2 separate regions of the Lactuca sativa genome follow, and region 2 is linked to region 1. The links are chromatin contacts, called in public Hi-C maps. All regions are on one chromosome and are shown on one strand. The core of a region is the stretch at or near the end of the contact, and the rest is flanking DNA. Distances in the headings are between cores, read along the strand shown. Region 1 holds the start of LOC111906577 (fructose-bisphosphate aldolase 6, cytosolic). Region 2 holds the start of LOC111906575 (3-dehydrosphinganine reductase TSC10A).

The links. A called contact is a pair of places that touch in the nucleus more often than the background predicts.
Region 2: a Hi-C map of leaf shows a contact between it and region 1, with 10 times the contacts expected there. The contact joins the promoter of LOC111906575 here to the promoter of LOC111906577 in region 1. A contact is called at or near these places in 2 of 4 Hi-C or Micro-C datasets (leaf and seed).

The regions. Positions count from the first base shown.
Region 1 is chr1:62,638,082-62,642,903 of Lsat_Salinas_v11, forward strand. LOC111906577 (fructose-bisphosphate aldolase 6, cytosolic) reads right to left here and starts at 2,209. Exons shown (of 3, transcript XM_023902331.3): 1 at 2,049-2,209; 2 at 971-1,198; 3 at 1-895. The coding sequence starts at 2,076. The coding sequence ends at 75.
Region 2 is chr1:62,797,374-62,802,368 of Lsat_Salinas_v11, forward strand. It overlaps LOC111906575 (3-dehydrosphinganine reductase TSC10A), which reads right to left and starts at 2,080. Exons shown (of 3, transcript XM_023902330.2): 1 at 1,439-2,080; 2 at 729-876; 3 at 145-624. The coding sequence starts at 1,972. The coding sequence ends at 332.

The sequences.
Region 1 (4,822 bases), core at 959-3,458:
TCCTCAAATCAAAACACAAATGAGACAAGAATTCCCGAGAATAGAAACAAGAAACAAGAAACAAACCTTAGTATTTAGTACTTGTAGTCCTTAACATGAAGACTCTCAGAAGCACCTTCACTCAACCCAGACCCACCCTTGTAAATCCCAAGAGTAGCTTCAGAGTTAGCCTTACACCTTGCCAAAAACGCAGCCTGAGCTTTCCCAACATTCTCCTCTTTCCCACTCCACGCCTTCAAAGTACTCTGCTGAAGAGCACGCCCAAAGGAAAAAGTCAAAGTCCACGGCTTCTTCCCCTTGAACTGATTCATCGCGTTCAGATTAACCGTCGCCTCCTCCTCACTCTGCCCACCAGACAAAAACACCACCGCCGGAACCGCTGGCGGCATCGTCCTCTGCAAAGCCCTAACTGTGTACTCCGCCACCACCTCCGGTGCCACCTTCTTCGCATCCGATCCAGGTGTCACCATGTTAGGTTTCAAAAGAGTTCCTTCAAGAAGCACCTTATGGTCATTCAAAGCCTTGTAGCATGCAGCCAATACGCGCTCAGTTATATCCGCGCATTTGTTGATGTCGTGGGACCCGTCCACAAGAATCTCGGGCTCCACAATTGGGACCAAACCGTTTTCTTGGCAGATGATCGCGTATCGCGCTAAACCGTTTGCGTTTTCGTTTATCGCAAGCTGTGAGGGCTCGTTTGGGCCGATTTTGAGAACCGCACGCCATTTGGCGAACCGGGCACCGGCGGTGTAGTACTGGGCGCACCGTTGGGCTAGACCGTCGAGTCCTTGGGTGGTGGTTTCACCGTCGGTTCCGGCTAGCTCAACTGTGCCCTTGTCGACTTTGATTCCTGGGAGGACTCCGGCTTCCTTCATCACATCCACAAATGGTTTGCCTGTAATGATTTTTTGACTGTTAGATTTTGATCACAATGAGAAGTGATGATTAATGTTTAGTGATTTGTTTTTACCTGCTGCGGTTTTTTGGTAAAGAGTTTCTTCATAGAGGATGACTCCACTGAGGTATTGAAGGGCGCCGGGAGTGCAGAAGAGGAGTTCACGAAGTGCTCTTCTGTTTGATTCGACGTTCTCAACATTGATGCTGGATAGACGCTTTCCGATTGTACCGGTTGATTCATCAGCAGCGAGGATACCTTTTCCAGGGGTTCCGATGTAGGCAGCATTGGCAATGAGTTCATCTGGATAAGAAAATGAAGGATTGATTAAAGTGATTAAGTATATCAGAAAGTTGAGTAAAGTAATAGAAAGCATCACATGTTTGATGTTTCAAGTTAAGTCTACATCAGAAAGTTGATTTTTAAGAGAGGTGGCAGAAAGTGGTTGTGAAAAGTAGAGTTAAGCAACGTCTAACTACTGATTCAGCTTTTTTGAGATATGCGAAGTAAAAAATCGAAATCGTTTAGCAAAAGATCGAGATCGGAGACTGAACAGGGTGTGAATGAAAACAAAACGTTTTAAAAAATATTTGATCACATATAAAGCTATCGGCGTATGGATCGAAGGTCTAAAGTGTATATTTGATGATTGAGGTGTGCAACCATAAAATCTGATTCGAAATTATTGGCTCCATAGATTACTTTATCGCGAAGAAGTCCAAAAAAACTACTGAAGAAAATTATGCAGCAGCTATCAAACAAATCGACAAAAACTATTATGAAATAATTAGATCGCCACCTTTTCAGAAGCCAAACCAGATCCACGGGAACAATTATTTAAAACCAAATCGACGCTTCTCCGGATGAAATAGCACATGGATAGATCATAGTTACAGGAATAATTCAGCTATGAACGGAAACAGATAACAAGTTTGTGGCAAAAAGGTTTAATAGCCTCTTTGCATCTACTAATCGTAAACACGTTGAAGATGTAAATCAGATCCATATTAGCATGAAAAAAAATGAACCTAAAAATACTCCAGAGTTGGAAGAAACCTAACCACTGAGTAGATCTAAACAAGACTACAACGGAAAACAAAATTTTCTAGAATTGATGGCAGATAAAACACAGAGAAAGAAAAAATAAACATACCAGCATACTTTCCTCTGTAGCAAGACATGGTTGCGAGATTTGAGATCTAAGAAACGAAGATTTTAGAGAAAATTGGGAAAAATGGGAGTTGAATAGAGTCAATGGAGACGGGTGAGGGTTTATATTTAAAGAAAAGAGAGAGGCATCGGTATCATCGCCCCGAATATGGCATCTCCTACAGGAGGTTTTGAGGCGGTTTTTCCTAATTTTTACGATTTTGCCCCTGTGTAGTGGGTGCTATTCTTGTGAAAAAAGAAACCAAATCACGAATTTTGGTTATTAAAAAAAATACTAAATTATTATTAGGTTTTAAGAGATTCCTAAATAATTATTTTTTTCCTAGATATGAATTTATGTTTTAAACGTTGTAATGTATAATTTTATAAAATATAAATTATTGTTTATAAAGAAAAATTGTTATATAAGAATGGCTTTTATTTTTCTAGGAAATTAAGTAAATTCATTATTACAAGTTAGTTTTTCAAAAATAAAATTATTATATTCAGCTTTTGAAAAATAAATAAATAAATAAATAAAAAGACTATTTTCTTCCTAGTGCCAGCATTCCAAATTGTTCTTCAAACGGAGAGTTTTTTTTTTTTTTTTTTTTTGCCTTTATTTCAAAAAATCTATCTATTTATTTCAGAAATATCTATTTAAAAATATTTAATATCATAGTTTTTTAATAAAATGTTTGATTATAAGTCATAATATCCTATATATTTTTTATTTACCGTGTTTGTTTAACTTTTTGCTAGATTATAATAAAAAATAATAAAATATTTTTTCATAAAATTCCGGATTTGTTAATCATATTTCGTAATCATTCTTTAAATTCCATTTTTTTCAAACTTCGAAATTTCAGTCTAGAATATCAGTTCGAAACTTTCACTAAAAAATTTAGAGATATTAAATATCTTCTTACAATTTCTTCCTACCATCCTTCTATCCATGTCAAATGATGATAAATGTGTTGGATATACATTAAAAGATTTAAACTATTCATTGCTAAACTTTCACTAAAAAATTTACAGAAATTAAATATCTTCTTACAATTTCTTCCTACCATCCTTCTATCCATGTCAAATGATGATAAATGTGTTGGGTAAAAAATATTGGTTTATAATTTATTTTTCTAGCAAAATATATTTTTCGGTCATGTAATAGGTGTTTGTGGTTGTGTTTACGGGTTCACGGCGGTGAACCCATTCACGGCCCATGTGTCATATATATATATATATATATATATATATATATATATATATATATATATATATATATATATATATATATATGTGTGTGTGTGTGTGTGTGTGTGTTAGATGGGTGAGGAGTGTACGGCTAGAGGAGTTGAAGTGTGTGGAGCTCAAGGTGAATGAGCATAAGGTTAGTGTAACACCCTGGATTCCCAGGTATTAATTATTCTTGTATTTTTGGTATTTGTGAGGAGACTCGGCGAGTTGGAGCCCAAACTCGCCGAGTAGGATCGCGGTTTTGGACGCGGGTTCACATATGGGCTCGGCAAGTCCACGCTGTTTAATGAAACTCTAATTCCCCGAGTTTGGAGCCTATTTAAGGACACTTATAGCCTCCCATTGCGGCTACCAGTCCCTTGAGAGAAACCTAAGTGAGCTAATTCGTTTTGGGAGAGAGGAAGTCACTTTTGGGCTTTTGTATTCCTTGTTTAGCAAGAAGAAGGTGGCAAGAGCAAGGAGGAGGTGAAATTCCAGTAGATCCAGAGTCCAGAGGCTTCATTTGAGGTAATAGTTCGAACCTCCTTCAGTTTTAGGGTTGATCTTTAGAGTTAGGGTTTTCTAACCCCTTTAGAGAGTGATTATGTGAAGCAAATGGTCCCTCTTCGAGTTTGTGCCTTGGATCTGGACTCAAAGAGGTCCAGAGACCTTAACCCTTGGGGCTTTTTGGGTTATTATGGAGTTATTGGACCTAGGTGGTCATTTTTGGGACCAAATCTCCTTTTGATGCCTTGTGGGGGTTATACAAGCATCAAGTTTCAAACTTTACGTGACATTCATGCTTGGGAAGGCCAGATCTATGGTTTGGGAAAGCAGATCTGACCTCAAAAGGTCAATAGAGTTTGTGCATGGAATGAACTCGCCGAGTTGTTCTTGAGACTCGGCGAGTAGGGTTGGGGTTTCATGTAAAGTGTTCAGCGAGTAGACTCGCCAGGTTGGGGGATGACCCACTGAGTTAGGGAGAGTCAATGGGGGCTGAGTCAAGCCGGAACTCGCCGAGTTGTTCTTGAGACCCGGCAAGTTGAATCGTGGTGGCCCCGCGATTCATGCCAGGTGGAACTCGTCGAGTTAGGAAAGTACTCGACGTGTCAAGAGAGGATCCGAGGGAGTCAGTGAACACATATAGACTCGTCGAGTCGCTTTAGTGCACTCGCCGAGTCCGGTCAAAGTTGACCGTTGACCGTTGATCAGTGTTGACTTGATAGGGTTAGTCAACCTTAGTTGTGAAAGTGTTAATTAGAGATATATTGTATTATAGGAGGATTATAGCTCGGGGGATCGAGCACGAGTGATTTCAGGGATTTGCGAGTTATCGAGATACGCGAGGTGAGTCTTCTCACTATACTTTACCTTGAGTAGGTAACTAGAGTTACGTGATATAGTGTTTGTATGCTATATATATGTGTTATGTGTTGCACTGCATTATTCTATGTGATTTATGTTGTGCATGTTTACAGAGTTAGAACCTGAGGGTTCATAGAGTTTGGGTGCACGGACCCACAGAATTATAGCCTCGAGTGG
Region 2 (4,995 bases), core at 830-3,329, 160 kb after region 1:
TAACAATGTATTATTTTAAAAAATAATACATTGCAACCAATATTATACAATTGATTAATCATAAATGTTTAGCCATCATCGCCCCTTTAGAAGTCATAAAGAGGTTGCGACACATTTCATAGAGAGTCAAAAAGGGGTTGCTAATTTGCTAATAATAATGTTATTATTATTATTATTATTATCATCATCGCAATTAACACATCAATCACAATTCACAATACACAACTTGCTTTTCTAGCTTGTTTTCCAATAGTCTACATGAATAATAATAAATAAGGTGTTCTGAAACTCATAATACAAGATAAAAACTCATCATCGTCATCATCATCATCTATTTGTGTTGTGCATGAAAGTTTTCAATGCTTCCATACCATGACCATTGAAAACACAACCCTGCAACACGCATCAAACCAGCTGAAATAACTTCAACAAAAGCCATGAGATATGATCTTTGAGGGGAAAGACCAGCAGTAGCTACTGACAACATGAATCCTTCCAAATTACATGGGACAAAAAAACTCCCAGATTTTATCCCACTCCATGCTTTTTTTGCCACCTCATCCGCTTTCATTGCACCTGATGATGCTGCTATGATGCTTGTCAAACGTGGCTTTCTTTTATTCTCTGTAATAAATAACCACAAAAAAAAATGTTTATTTAAATTTAATATTCTTTTTCCATTTTTATCCCACACAAATGAAAATGCAAACAGTAGCAGTTTCTAGAACCTTCTGCAAGACCAGGTGTGTCTGTGTCTGGAGGGAAGATAAGTGAAACATGAATGTTGTCAGCAATCACTTCTTGTTGCAGAGCTTCTGCTAAACCCCTTAGCCCAAATTTACTAGCTGAATATGCTGTATACCCATAAATGCCAACCTAAAAATAAAAAGTTTATCAAGAAATGTAATATAATTATAATGATCCTTCAAAGCATTAAAAAAAAAAGAATAGAAATATTAGGAGTTGATAAGCTTAAAGTGCAGATTATCTATGAGGTAGTTTAATTTGTACAAGAACTTTGAGCCTATCCCTAAACCACACAGCAGATGTCTTAAAAGCAGCAAATGATAGAACTTAGAAGATGCCTGTATATACGTGCTTATGAAGATCTTTACACAAAGTAGAATGACCATTTGTATAGATAGAGCATATTCAAATTGCCAATACTGTAAGAAAACTCATAAGATTTGAGAGCTAGCTGTCATATTCAAATTGCACATATGCTACCAACTCACTAGCAATTGAACAAAAGATACCAATCAAATGTTCTAATTGCAACAATTTGTACAAGTAACTTCCATCACCAAGCCATTTACCCATTTAAGATCGCAATTTCAATTCATAAACCCTAGTTGTGTAGTGGCAAAGATCGTACATTACTACTTAATCGGTCTGAAAGTAACAAAGCTTGAAGAACACACACACTGACAGAATGTACCTGACCGGCCTGAGATGACATGAATGCGATCGAAACTGGCTTCCGATCAGTCCGGCTCTTCATACTCGGCAACGCCGCCTTAACCAGATTAAAAGTCCCAATCAGATTTATCTCAATCATGTCTCTAATCTCCTTCATCTCCTGATTCTCAAGCTCTTGAGCAACAAACACGCCTTGATTACAAACCAAAACATCGATTGGACCTACACTATCCACTGCTTCCTTAACAGCTTCAAAGTCGCATACATCAGCACTGACAATAGCGACATCTATGCCAGTTGAGAGGCGGATAGATGCCTTGGCTTCCTCGAGCTTCTCAAGATTACGTGCTAAGATAGTGACGCGAGCACCTTCAGCAGCGGCTTGGTTAGCTAGAGCTAGGCCGATGCCGCTGGATCCGCCAGTGATCAATACGTGGCGTGATTTGATTGGGATTTTGACGGGGCGAGGACGAACGATGAGTTTAAGGAAGATAAGAAAGATGATTGGAAGAAGAGCGCAAAGAGCGAGAAATGAGAGATCGGAAACCGCCATGGATGCTGTGAGAAGAGCTGAGTGATGGAGGAAACGGAATTAGAGGATTGAGCGGAGAAACCGAACTGAAAATCGACGAAGGGGGAAACTTCACAGAAATCAAACCACATGGGCCATGTTGCAAAATTTTACATGAACCAATTGATTTTTGTTTATATTTTATTAAGTTTTTTTTATATTTGATTATTAAAATTTATTTTATGTTTAAATTATATTTTTACAATCAATTGTAAATGGTAATAGGTTAACGCTCAATTGACGTATGGGTGGTATATGGTATCCATGTGACACGTATAATTGTAAAACTGAATTAAAAGGATGATCAATGGGTAAATGGCATAAAAAACATTCTTTTTATACAGAAATTTGATTTTGACACTGTGTTTTTTTGTGTCAGTTTTGACACTGTGTTTTCCAATTTGTTACAATTCTGACCACTTGACCGGTTAACCAGGTTACATGCTGACGTGGCTTGATGACGTGGTATGCTGACATAATATGCTGACGTGTCAAAATTGATTTTTTTTCTCACAAAAAACACTAAGTTTTCATTTTTTTCGATTTTGACACTAAGTTTAATTTTTTCTTTCAACTTTGGCACTATGTTTTTTTTGTTCCAATTGAACATCATTTATCAAATGTTGTTCAATTTTGTCTATTTTCCATTTGAAACCGTATAAATATATTTTTTTATTACATTTTAAACCGAGTTTTGATCGGCTACACGCCTCCAAACCTCCAAACACATTTTAAAGTTGCATATTTAATATAAAATACAATTTTTATATAACTAATACATATTTATACATAAAAATATGGTTTGAGTGTAAAAAAAATGTATTTATACAAAACTATGGTTTTTAAATGAAAAAAAAAAAAAAACATATTTATACGGTTTAAATGTATTAAAAAAATATTTATATGGCATCAAATAGAAAAGTGTCAACATTGAACAAAATTGGAAAAAATGATGTTCGATTTGGAATAAAAAAACATAGTGTCAAAGTTGAAAGAAAAAATTAAACTTAGTGTCAAAATCGAAAAAAAAAAAATGAAAACTTAGTGTTTTTTGTGAGAAAAAAAATCAATTTTGACACGTCAACATATCATGTCAGCATGCCACGTCATCAAAACTGACACGTCATCATGCCACGTCAACATGCAACCTGGTTAACCGGTCAAGTGGTCAGAATTGTAACAAATTGGAAAACACAGTGTTAAAATTGACACAAAAAATACATAGTGTCAAAATCGAATTTCTATGTAAAAAGAGTATTTTTTGTGTCATTTACCCATAATCAATTGTCATTTTTGTTGGTATTTGAAGCTTTTTTTTAATGACAATTAAATTCTAATTTTGTGTTCAAACTTCAACTTATACTTTTATCACCCGCAATAAATCTCTTTAAATCATAAAATAAAACCGTTACCGCCAAACCCTCACTAGATATGATAACACCTAAAAATGGTAACATTCAATTTTTATAATTAGACATTCATGCTGTATTTTTAGTTGGTATTATATGACAATTGTTATATAACATGAAGACGACATGATGATGTGTTTTGTTTTACTAATAAGAAAAAAAACTTATTTAAAACACGATAGAAACGATCAACATGACAAACACAAAAACGATCAACATGACAAACACAAAAAGATAAATAAAATAAACATTTAATTTATTTAATTCATAATTAAACTTACAAAACAAAAAAAAATACAACAAACACATGTTAATATCATGTCAAAGTTTGAATACAAACACAACACAAGAGGGTCTGGTACATGAAACAACCAAAATACGTGATAAAAAAAACAAAATTTGACGAAATTGAAATTCAAATTCGTATTTGTGTCATATTCTTTGTATTTTTTAGTAAATGTTTGGTTGTAACAGTTGTATTCTATTATTTGAAGAAATAAACCGACAATATGAGTTATTGTCTCTTATAAGGGTATAATTTGACACAAAGTAAAAGTATAATAGTCAATGGGTTACAAAAAAAAATAGTTATCATATATGAACAAAAATGAAAATTGGTTACTATTTTAAGTCATTTTTTTTATGTTATATAGATACCACAATGGATGTCATGTATATGCCATTGGATGCCATGTATATGCCAATTAGACATTAACCTACTACAGACTAGAGCGTGAATGTATAACTTGAACACAAAATATGGTAACCACATATAAAAAATGATCAAATATGAAAAATTCGTATTAAAATTTGGTGATAATGACAATTGGTTCGATTTATATTTAACTACTAGGTGTGAGACTCATGTATTACATGAGTTTATTTAAAATAAAAATTAAATATAAAATTCTAAACATTAAGAATTTTGAATTTATATGAAAAAAATGTTGAATTATAAAAATTAAGGTGTTTTATTTCTTTTTTAAATTTAAACAAATAATTTAGATAAGTAAATAAAAGAAACTAATAAAACTTTAACTTGATAATTTTGAAATTTAAAGGAAAGTTTATTAATGAAATTGATATGCATTTATTAGTACATTTAATATTATATGAAATTTAATAAAATGGAAAAACCATAAAATGATATGTGGAATAAAATTTAATTTAAAATTACCATAAAATTACATGTAACAAAATAAATGAGAATGTGACATGTGGCAAACAGATCCTTATTTATTAGAGTAGAAGATTAAATTCTCAAATTTATTTTGTAATAAATATTAATTTTAACCAACAATAACCAACTAAGTGGACATCTTCTTCGATGACTCCTATGGTTAAAATTCTTATGTTTTTCTTTTGCTTTTTATTTGTTTTACAAATGAACTGAAATAACTTCGATTATTGTTTGATCAAACCCTTTGATTTTTATTGGTAGAAACGAAGGTCGTATAAGCTTCACTTATCAAAACCATATATATGAAGCGGTAATTGGGGGAACAAAAGGATAGGATATGATTTGAATTTTGCAATCGTGTTTATATTATAATTTATAACATCCGTTTATAATTTGTGGGAAATACCGTTATAAAA